Regions from separate parts of the Anser cygnoides genome. Here region 1 is linked to region 2. Evidence: chromatin contacts called from public Hi-C data. All regions are on one chromosome and are shown on one strand. Each heading gives the region's core, a stretch centred on a gene start, on an enhancer-like site or on the middle of the called end of the contact. The rest is flanking DNA. Distances are from core to core; before and after follow the strand shown.

Region 1 (6,082 bases), core at 563-3,062, 360 kb after region 2:
ACCTCCCCGCCGGGGCTGCTCCCCTCACAGCCCGCGGCCGCGCTGTCCCGGGGGTCCCGCGGCCGGCCGAGCCCCCCGGGTTCGGTACCTGTTGCGGCGGGGCGCCTCCTCCTGCCAGGAGGGAGCGAGGGCGGAGCGGGGCGGGGCGGCTCCCCCGGCCCCGCTGCCTGCCCCGGTGCCTGACCCGGTGCCGGTGCCGGTGCCTGCCCCGGCCCCTGCCGCTGCCCGGCCGGCCGAGGCGCAGCGCGCCGCCCGGTGACACGGCGCGGCAGCCGGGAGGGGACGGTCCCAGGTGCCAAGTCCTTTAAAAACATGTCACATGCCCAGATAAATTCAAGTTGACGTCCCGCCCGCCGCGCGCCCCCATTGGCCGCCCACCGCGCGGCGGGGGCCTGCCCGCCTCCCCATTGGCCGGCCGGCGCCGTCACTCAGCCGCCGGGCGACATGACTGATACAAAGTTGCTGCGACACAGGCGGCGCGGCGCGGCTCCTTAAAGCCGCAGGGGCCGCCGCGGCCCCCGCCGGAGCCGTCCCCCCGCGCGGAGCCGCGCCCCCGGGGGGCGCCGCGGGGCGGGGGCGCGGGGCGGCCCCCCGCGGGCAGGTGGAGGTGCGCGGGGCGCGGCCGCCCCCGCCCGGTGCCCGCAGGGCCGGGCATCGCCTCTGCACCGGCCCTGGATTTCCGCGTTTGTCGGCAGCGCATGAATATGCATGCAGAGCCGGTGCGGGGATGGGTTAAAAGGGAGGGGGGAAAAAAAAAAAAGGGAAAAAGGGGAAAAAAAAAAAAAGCGCCGAGGTTCAAGGACTCGTCCTCTGCATGCCGCCGGGCTCGTCCCGCCGCGCTCCGCCGGCGAGGGGCTGCCGGCACCGGCACGGCGTCCCGCGGGCTGCGTGCCCCCTTACCGGGGAGAAGCGGGGAAAACAGAGAGAAAAAAAAAAAAAACGAAAAAAAAAAAAAAACCAAGGAGCGCCCAGCAAACTTTGAGCCCGCGGTCCCAACTCGCTCCGCGAGCCCTCGCCCCCGGCCCGCGCCCCCCGAGGAGGGCTCCGCGCCCCCGCGTCCCGCCCGGAGCCGGCGGCGGGGGCCGCGCATCGCCGCGGGGCTGCGCGCACCTCGGCCCCGGCTCGCATCCCCCGCGCATCCCCTGAGAGCAGCGAGGAACTCCGCTCGCCCTCGGTAGCGGCGGCGAAGGCGCGACCACGGCCGGGCTCGGGGCTCACGTGCCTCGCCCATCTCCGCGCCGTGCCCCGAAATCGGGCACCGGCCGAGGAGGACGAGGAGGAGGCGGTGAGACCCGCGGGGCTGCCTCCGCGCTTCCCCCGGCGAGCAATGGCCGTGCCCTTCCTGCGAAGTTTTCCCCGCCGGGGACGGGACCGGCCGTGACCTGGATCAGCCGGCTCGGGTGGCAGCCGCCCGGCCGGCCCCCGGCGCCCCGCTCCGCGCCCCGCGCAGGGTCCGCGCCGCACTCACCTCCTCTACGACATGGTGGCGCGGCGGGAGGAGGCACGGCCCCCGGCTACTGCCAGAGAACCATCCGGCAGCGAGCCTGCACCGGCACCGGGGAGAGAAAAAAAAGAAAAAGGGGGGGGGGGGGGAAAGAGGGAGGGGGGAGAGAAAAAAAAAAAAGTGTGCGGAGGGAAATGGTGGGAGCGGGGCTGCGGCAGGCGGCGGGGTGCCCTCGGAGCGGCTCGGCTGGGCTCGGCGCGGCCGGGCGGACAGCTCCCACCATGGACGCCTAGGTGGGTGGGTGTTCCCGCGGGTCACACCCTCGCCCGCCGGCGGAGGGGAGCGGGGGGTGGATCCAGGAGCGGGGAAGGGGGGCGGGGGGTTCGAGGAAAGGAGAGAAAAAAAAAAAAAAGTGGTGGGGGGGGACGGGGGAGGGAGAGAGACACCCTCAAAGAAAAAAATAAAAAAGCCACGGGAGGGGAGAAAAAAAAAAAAGCCAAACTTATGTCATTCCAGGTAAAACTCCCATCTGCGCCACCAAGGAAGAGGAGGGAGGAGAGTGGCGAGGGTGTAAACTTTTTCCTCCCCCCCCCTCTCCCCGGTGCTGCCCGGCCCCTCGCAGCGCCCGGCGGCCGCGCCGCCCCCTCCCGGGCCGCCCGGCCGGCCCGACGGCACTCGGCGGCTCCCGGCGGCTGCCGGCGGCTCCCGGCGGAGCGGCGCCGCGGGGTTTCTCACGCACGGAGCCCGCCGCCGCCGCCGCCGCGGTTCCTGGTTCGCGGAGCCGCCGGAGGAAGGGAAGGAGGGCGGGCGGCGGGGAGGCAGGGCGGGCGGCGGGGGAGGAGGAGTGTCTCCCCGCGCCCTTCCCCCGGCCGAGCGGCTCTCCCGGCCCCGGAGGCGGTGGCGGTGGCGGCGGCGGAGGAGCCCCCCCCCCCCCCCCCCCCCCCCCCCCCGCCGCGCTCGGTTCCCCCCCTCCGCCGGGCTGCCGGCAAACGCGGGGACCCCCCTTTCCTTGTCCCCCCCCTAGCGGCGTGCCCTCGGGGTCAGCCCGGGCAGCACCGAATCCGTCCCGATTTCGTAAAAAAATGTGAAAAATGTGCACGTAAAAAAAAACGTTTCCCCGTTAATAAAAAAAAAAAAATAACTAAAAAGCGCTAACATCGATACGGGTTCTTAAATTAATATTTCGCTTGTGGCTACGATGTCTGAATGCCGATTATTTTGAAGTTCGGGGCTTTAAATGTCTCTTCGTTGAAGCATCTTTAAAAAAAAATGAAGCGTCGGAGGGAGGGCAAGTTGGCCGTGTTTTAATACCCTCGGTGAAGTGTTTAAACATGCAAAAGGACCGCTCGCGGAGAGGGATCTCTACCTGTGCCAAAGCCTCGGTAGGACCGGGGCCTTAAAAAAGGCGATTATTTTATCAGCTGTTGTTTGCATCCGTCAAAGTTTGCGGGTAACTTGATAAATGTTAAATAGGGAAGCATAAAGTGCTGCTAAGGCCAGACTTCGAGATAACAGCGCATTCAGTAGCTTAATTTCACAATTAGTTTGCTATATTATTGGAAGCAAATCATATTTCACTGTGCCTACACTAGCGCTCTATTTTTAGCCAGAATGTAGCTAAAAAGGAGGAACCTACCGAGACGTATTATAACACAGAATGCGAACAATTCTCTTCTCTCTCCTTTTACTCCTTTCGTGTCATACAGCTGCTTTGGAACACAGATCATTTATTAATCCGGCAGAGCTGCCCCCGGTGGCGTGGAAGCTGCAGTCCCAGGGCAGAGGAAAGTTCCCCACAACTCCGCGCAAAGCAAATCCCAGGGGTGCCAAAAGCACCCGAGCACCTCGGCTGCTCTGAGAGCTGCCGTGCTGAGCACAATTACCTTATGGCAATTTATAGGAGCGGGGTGTTTGACTGATGGGTTGCGCTTCTTTTGTCTTACTCTTCCTGCTATTCTTGTGTGCTTGATTTATTTATTTTTCTTTTTTTTTCAGGGCAAAGGTGTAAATGAAAAAGGCATCTGAAATGCTTGGAGGCAGTCTCAGCCTTAGTGTGGCATGATTATTATTATTGCTGATGAGCAGAAAGGAGAGTGAAAATAAAGTTTAGGGAATAAATCCAATATACCAAATGTTTGATTTTTTTTTTCCCATTGTGTTACACCCAGAGATGGCTGCTGGAAGGATAAAGCACCCTTCCCAGCACATGCAAGATGCTCACGATGCTCACAGATTTTCCACAAATTCAGTAGAAACCTCATTTGTTTTCTGCTTGTGGTTCACAGGAGCACTTAGCTTTTTAGTGGTTGACACTAGATCTATTTTTAGCAGCATTTTAACAGCTGTCACTAACAACTAAGATCTCATCTTGAACGGGGAAGGGAGATTATCTGTTTTATTTAAAAAATCAAACTACATGATTGTCAGATTATAAAATGCAATTTGGATCTCTATCTGACAAAAGAAAAAGGCTATCTTTTCTCATTGTGCCAATTCCATAAAAAAAAAAAAAAAAAAAAAGGACCTACAGTGGGCTCAATAAAATAACACACGGAATCTGTGAGGTTTGGAAATAATGCTGTTTAAGCACATACAAATGTGTGTATATGTATATATATATATATATATATCGTGTTTTGAATTCTGCTCAAAGTGATCCCCTTGCTGCCTTCTGCAGCTGTGTCATGATGGGGAAAATGCAAAGAGTTTCAGTCGTGGTTTTCCAAGTAGGTCAAGAGGAACAGCGTGGACACCTCCGACGAGCAATTCTCTTCCCTCGCCTTGTATTTTAGACGAGGTTAACTCATGTCAGACACGTGGCACTGAAAGCAGCAGACAGACAAGTGTAAGCCACTCTGTAGCAGATGTCATCTCTGCTCCTAAAGATAGTGGCAAATTTGCTGTGGATAATGCATTACTAAACAAGATAAGGCTGGAGCTCGGCGAGTGTCAAATCTTACCTCCTCCCAAGCTTGGGAAAGTGAGCGAATTTGTATCAGGGGCTGCAGGAGCAGCGGTGCGTTGTAAAAGCAGCCTACTGTACTGTCTCGCTTAGAGGTCATGTGCCCTATTTTGAGAACTGAACCAAAGCGGATGAAGTTTTGAGTCGCTTCCAACTAAGGCAGCTGGGCATTTCCCACTGCACTCCAGCTCCAGCCTCGGAAAGCAGGCGACCACATGGGCAAATATCTAAGTCCTTTAACTGATGTTACGCACCGGAGATTTACGTTTTAGGCTATTTGCCTCGCATGCTTTTGATTACTATAGCTGACTGGGAGGTAACATTTTGGGAAGACCGCTGCTAACCTGGGGAAATGGTGGGCATGACAGGGCAGGGGTTACTTTCCCTGTTCAACAGGTGCGAGTTTTCTGAGAGAGGAGCCTACAGCCTCCCCTAACCCCCCAGTTAATGGCATCCCATCTTCCTGAGCAAAAGTCTTGAGAACGCTTTACAAGCCCTGGGAAAATGTAAGTAAATGTGTTTTCTGTATGGCATGCTCATGTTCTCCCAGACATCAATATTTTATCTGTTTGGACTAATTTTGAACAATTTTATTTTCTAATTATAGTTAAGTCTTTTAGCTGAGCAACAGAACATTTTCCCTTTTAACCTGGATCCTTTCTTTTCTTTCCTTTCCTTTTTTTTTTTCTCTCTCTCTCTCTTTTTTTCCTCTCTCTCTCTCTCTTTTTTTTTTTTTTTTTTAATTTTTAATGCTTCTTAATGGCCCATGTTATAACCATGGTTGAACCACATCTAAGTATAGTACAATTGCATTTCTAATGCATATTGGCTTTAGCAACCACTTGCTTATGTAAAGGGCCAAGACATGCACTTGAAAGCACAGATTTCCAATACGTTTAAAATCACAGTTTTTATTGATGATCAGCACTGATTGTTTCATCTGGTTCAAAATGAAAACGTCTCACAAGGAATTATATGTCTTGAATCATGGGTCCCGTTGACAATGGTAGGGTAAATGAAGCACAGGTAATAACAGGCAGGAATTTATATTTTTTGTAGCTTTAACATTGCTGTATCTATTTATGTTGTTTATATTCATCTTCTAGCTTGTTTACTACCTGCGCTATTGTTCGAAACTACAACCTGTAAAAAGCAGCACACTAGAAACATTGTCACTGCCATAGAACTCAGACTTACCTCGATATTAATGAATTCCAACAATAAAAGGTAGTGGCAGCTAATTGTATCTTAATATTTATCTACTACCTACTGGCATTCGTACAGTATCAAATGGTAACTCATACCGTAATCTGATTAAAATTTTGTAGTAACCATAATAGTACTGCACCTATGCCAAAAATCCAGACATTGTGTTTAACAGCAGTAAAAATAAGAGAGCAAAGAACACCCTCCAGCACTTAATAAACATATCAAATGCAAATTGGAGGAAATTATTTAATCACTCTATAGGCTAGTTAATTTTGATGATTATTCACAGTTCTTGTAGAAATACTTACCAAGGAACAAGTTAGTACCAAAATTGTCATGACATCAAGGTCGTAAGTAGAATTTGAAACTCGCTGTATAGAGGAAATTACCTTCTTGATTAAATGAAGGTGCAGCTTTAAATTTCTGATAGCAAAAGGAGAATCCTTCTGCAATTTTCCAGATTCTTC
Region 2 (5,650 bases), core at 1,416-3,915:
AATGTTGTACGAGTTGCTCCTTAAAATAAGCAACCAGTCAAAACTGTATACCTAACCAAAGCTGCTTTGACCTAGAACCTATGCTTTCCATCCTAAGTTCCAGATGACCTTAACATTCAGAGGAACAGCGAAGCACCATGTGTTTCAAGTTTTGGAGAAAGCAGTAAAAGAATGCCTTTAAGTATTAAATAATAGCATAAGCTCAAACAGTTTAAGGAAAAACAGCCCTACACATTACAGTACACATAACCAGCTTCCTCACTTGAAAGATCTATCATATGTGACCTCAAGAAGGACCAGAGTCTAGTCAGATCCCTGACAATTACTGCCTTTGCATACTAACAGGATACAATGGAAGATGAACTTCAAAAACTGTAAGTTAACTACAATTACAGTAAACACAGTAACTCTGAACAATTATGGTCTCGTTTCTGTTTAGTAATTTAATGAATTGTTAAAAATACACTTGAAGGCAGCAGTACTATTACTTCAAGCTTTTACTTCAGCAAAAGTGCTCTTTTATACATATAACTGGCTGTGACTACTAACATTTTAGTATTGGGTACTTAACTTTCTAAGCTAACAAACAACATTCAACATAAACTATGTAAAATTAAACGCTTGCATTTATTTCTTTCGGGCACGTTTTATGTGCTCTGATGAATTTGGTATTCTTTATTAACATATAATATTAAAGTAAGCTTTACAAAAGCTGAATATAGATCACTACAAACCTGAAAAGATGTTCTCCCATACTATTACATATCACTTCATCATTCGGATACAGTTCAAGAGCCTGTTCATAACAGTTAAACAGATCTTGAATCCGTGCTAGAGAATCTAGTTCTTCTGCCCATTTAAAGAGAGTAAACTGAAACGTTTCCTAGAAAATAAAACACAGACCATTGAGTTGACAATAGTTACCAGAAACATCCTGACATGCACCTGAACACACTTCTTTCCCTTAAGGAGCAGCATGCAATGCTCAGTATTTTCCCAAGTTACTTGGGACAACACTTATCACTTGAAGAAGCTAAAGTAAGCTCTCAAATATCCACACTGAATATCATCACCCAGCAACATTATACTAAGAGCCAGCACGTATACTACTGCATGCTATGCTGTACTACAAGCCAATAATAACAAGGGATTATCTTTATTGAACTTAGTTGACACATACTGCACTAGAAGTGCAATTTTCTTCCCACAGAAACATACAACTCATTAAACAAGTTGCTGTCTCTGTTACTATTTTTCTTCTTTTAGAAGACTGAGTAGGAAGATCAATTACAAACAAAAAGTCACAGGCACAGAACATGTTACGTAGCCTCAAGAGAAAATCAAAGAGCACTTACTTTGACACTGGTCTTTAACTCAGGAGCTAAATTCAGTACCAGAAGATAGTGAGCATATGCAGTTCCGTAATCCTGGTCCTCCAGGCAATGCTCAGCACTCTGCAAAGATCGGGAAACCAACTCCCGCCTGCCAGCTTCCTGACCACTTCTGGGGCTCCGACGAAGTTTAGCATTGGAGTTGGGCATTCTGAAGGATGGAGGTACTAGCTCTTCCTAAAACAAACAAGTTACATGTTCTGTAGGCAAAAAGGTTATGCACAAAACTAGCAGACCAAGCTACTTACTAAGAACTCACAGGTATCGAGAACTCTTCCCCCAAATCCTAAGCATTCAGAAACATTCTCATCTTTACACCCTTGACGTATCCATAAACTTTAAAGTAAGTATTCACCATGCAAAACTTAGGTATCAATTGTACTTGCATTATACTAGATCCTACAAACAGCTTGCATTTCTTTCCTTTTCAGAAACTAATTTTTGTAATGTGTGTTTTGGCATATCTCTAAGTAGTTTTGCATACCAGAAACTCACACATTCATAGTTTTCATATCAACCATAAAATCTTCAGGTTAAGACTCTTCCACTTCAGTAATAGCATCCCCATAAACCAAGGGCTTCCAGATAGAGAGCTAGCAAGCTCCCAATTTACTTTACATGAGATAACACGCTTATTTCTTTCCCTCATGAAGACGTCAGTTAACAGAATCAATACACACCCTTTGATAACTGTTAACACTTAAACTTGTAATGCTTACCTACGTACAAGGGCCTAATAGTGCCTTCAGGATTTTCAGATATATCCTAAAGCTGAAGAGAGCGAACGTTACATAAAGAGGAACCGCAAGAAACACAGCATCACCCTAACAGCTTGCTTAATAAAAAAAAAAAAAAAAAAAAGCACCGGCCGCATAAGAAGCAACCGCCACCAACTTACAAGGCAACACGCAAAACCAGCCGGGGCCGAGCAAACCCGCCTGCCGCACGGCTTTGGGGGCCCGGAGGGCAGCAAGAACAGGGCAGCCAGCCCTCACAGGCAGGCCTCGCAGGCCTCACCACCGCCGGGCTGGCGGAGCGAGCCTCAGGGCCACCACCCCAGCGGGCAGGGAGCAGCGGGGAAGGAAGAAACCCGTCCCTTGTGGCCGGGCTGGGCGCTCCCGGGGCCATCACCTGCTCGGTGCCAGCCGCCGCTCCCCAACAGCCGCCAGGCACGCCGCACACCGCCGCCATCTTAGGATCCAGCGGCAGGCGGCGCACAGACGTGCCAGCGCCCCGCCCGCCCCGCTGCGTACTTGGTGGCCGCCCCCTAAGATGGCGGTGGGCAGCTCCACGCCCCACTTGCCTCAGGCCCGCTGGAGGAAGGAGGGAGGTGCGAGGCGTCGGAGGGCGGCGAGGCAGGGTGCTCGCCAACCGCAAAACCCAGTTACACGCCGCAGGATTGAGCAACTCTTCTGCTTCACGAGATTGAGAAATCCGTTTGCTTCATCTTTATTTCTGTTTAATTTATGAGGAAAAAAAAGTGCGTGTTTTTTTTTTTCAGGCTTCTCCTTACAATTTTAAGGTGTAGGCATTCACTTTATTTTTCATTTACGTCAAGGAACAACTGATAGGCAGAACATATTGAAGAACCCAAGAAAAAATGAGAACGCTAGAAACTGGCATTACAGAAAAACTAATGCTTTGTAAGCTGACAAGGAGGCCAGGCAAAAATTCATAATTATTAGTAAGAAAAAGGCTTGAGAAAACTAAAACCAAAAATCTGTTTTTTAATGCCAATTTAGCTTATTACTTTTGAGGTGAAACTTCAAAACATTTTGATCAGAAACTGTTCCTTAAAATTTCCTTATTGCTTCTTTGTGTGGATTCTGACTGCTTATTGGCAGGGCGTGCCAAGCACAAACCTATGGATAACTCTGCTTGTCCCTCTCCCTCTGCCATATATATAGGTACATGTGCATATACATGTACATATATGTATATTGTCCAAGTTATTTTGCCATCCACATCCAATGTTTAAAATTTGAAATTCAGGTCATAGGGACACAGGGCTAGAAGTGGCCTACAGCACTGTTAAATCCAGTCCCTTGCTATTCAACATTACTCAGACCTGCTCTACATGTAAGAGCCTACTACCTTAAATGTTTATATCATGCAGTGTAACAACCACGTGCTGTGCAGGCACCACCTATAATTGAACTGCAGTTATGGTGTTTGTAATATTTAATTTGAATTACGTTATTGATAAGTCTGGAGAATGACATTAGAGGAAAAAAATTCATACCACCTATTTTTAAGTCATAAACAAGTCCAAGTTGTCTTAGGCCTTTGACTCTGCTCTACGTTAACAGAGGAGCAAAATTCAGACCTTTGCTCCCATTCCTCAGTGCCTTATCTTGCTCCCTTCTATGCCTATGGCATCACTTGACTTGCACTGTGGGACATGGCAGGCTGCCTCCTCCTCAGATCAACCACATGCAAGGCCCTGGAGCGATTTTATTTCCAAAAGGCAGTGTTCATTTGGTCTTAACCACTTTCTGGGACAAGAACAGGCTATGGCACTCTTTATTAATCATGAAACGTTGAAACATGAAGCTGTTTATCATTGCTTCCCTTCTCTAAAGCATGAATACAGCTCTCCCAGTGCTTTAAAGCTCTGAATATCGTAGATGCCTTCACTTTTTAGAAACAAATTAGTACCATTTAAAAATGCCTTGCCAGCATTTTGAACAAGGTGAAAGTAGTACATATGGAGGGGAAAGTTAGTCTAAAAGAAACAGTGGCAGTTAAAACCATAATCTATGGCAAACAATTACTATCCTAGACTACTGTAAGTGGGAGATAAGCCTACACACATTTTGAGTGAAGTGTCCCAAAGGACAGCACTGAGGACAAGTAGTTGAATGATGTTACAATCAGTTTCCACGTAGGAAAGACATTGCCAGAAAGCACAAAAGAACTGGTGAAGAACTTGGGCTGAAGAAATTCTAAGAGGATGTACAAATATTATCATCAGAGTGTATCAAATATTTCTTATCTAAACTGAGCTATAAAGCAAAATTTAATATCTTATTAAATCAACTGGTATAAACAGACCTAGCCCTTCAATTTTGAAAGTAAAGCAATGAACTTTAAATTAGTTACAGATGGGGAAAAAGCTTCTCTGAATTTAGCTTAATTATGCTTTCCAACTACAGGAGGATAGCATGGGGAGAAAGACAATCATTAACATCTGTGGGACATAGTGGGAACATGAGGGCATAGTACAGGTGATTATCACCTGTGGACAGTGAGGTGTAACAGGAGTTGGACTGTCCTGAATACTGTGATGGGCCAGGAACTTGGTAGCTCAATCATTTTCTAAACCTGTTCAGCTGTGTTTTTAGACCAGAGAAAGTACCAGATGCATAGCATAAATATCTTATAGTGCTTATTTTTAAATATAAATCAAGTACTATGTGCTAATTTGACACAATTTACATTGATATTTCACACTGTTACATTTGTGGGAGATTACTAAAAACTGTCAAAGTCAAATCCTTGCAGTTTGGATGAGTCAGTTCAGTTCAAAGGCTGGAGAGGTTTTTTTAATTCCATACTCACTTTGTACATCTTGATGGAATACTTCAGAGAAAAAAAAATGGCCACAGAATATAATGTTTGCGTACAGCTGCATACTAAGATAATTCATTGTGTAGAGTTTGTGTTACAAAGGAATGCCTGAAAAGAATGCCCATCTTACCAGCTACGTATGTGATTGCTGTAATAACATTCAGATTAGTTGACAGTAGATTAAATAATGTTGGTCTGCATCATGGGTAGTCAGACATTAGTCCACTTCTATTTGCAAACCTGATGTATGAGAGGAGTATGCAGCCTAGTAGTACCTTGCATATGCATTAAGCTACTAATATAATGCAAGGTGGGAGTTAGAATGAAACAGTGTAAACTGTAGCCCAGGATAGGGCTTTCCTCCTGAGGTAAAAGTGCTTAGGAGACAAAACTACAATACCTTGGAAGGATGTAGTTGCTGCTGCTGTTTTCGTCAGTGTTTTCAACAACTCAACACAGCTGCATGTTTCAAATGGTGGAAGCTGATATCAATGCTCTGTAATAAACCATCAATAAAGCTGCAAGTTAAAATTACTAATCCCTAACTCATCTCTCCATAGCATACAGATTGGAGACAGAACCAGCCACAGGAGAACAAATAACAGTGTCTTTCATGAAAATCAGCATTTTGAAGTGATCATTCAAGAGCATAAGAAAGATAAGGAAGAACAAAACAAACACCTTGATAG

Evidence for each region. A called contact is a pair of places that touch in the nucleus more often than the background predicts.
Region 1: a Hi-C map of liver shows a contact between it and region 2, with 10 times the contacts expected there. The contact joins the promoter of NR3C2 here to the promoter of PRMT9 in region 2. A contact is called at or near these places in 2 of 7 Hi-C or Micro-C datasets (both in liver).

Annotation. Positions count from the first base shown.
Region 1 is chr4:45,770,192-45,776,273 of Taihu_goose_T2T_genome, forward strand. It overlaps NR3C2 (nuclear receptor subfamily 3 group C member 2), which reads right to left and starts at 1,813. Exons shown (of 9, transcript XM_048071804.2): 1 at 1,469-1,813.
Region 2 is chr4:45,413,315-45,418,964 of Taihu_goose_T2T_genome, forward strand. It overlaps PRMT9 (protein arginine methyltransferase 9), which reads right to left and starts at 2,666. Exons shown (of 14, transcript XM_048071807.2): 1 at 2,523-2,666; 2 at 2,111-2,162; 3 at 1,356-1,568; 4 at 735-883. The coding sequence starts at 1,541.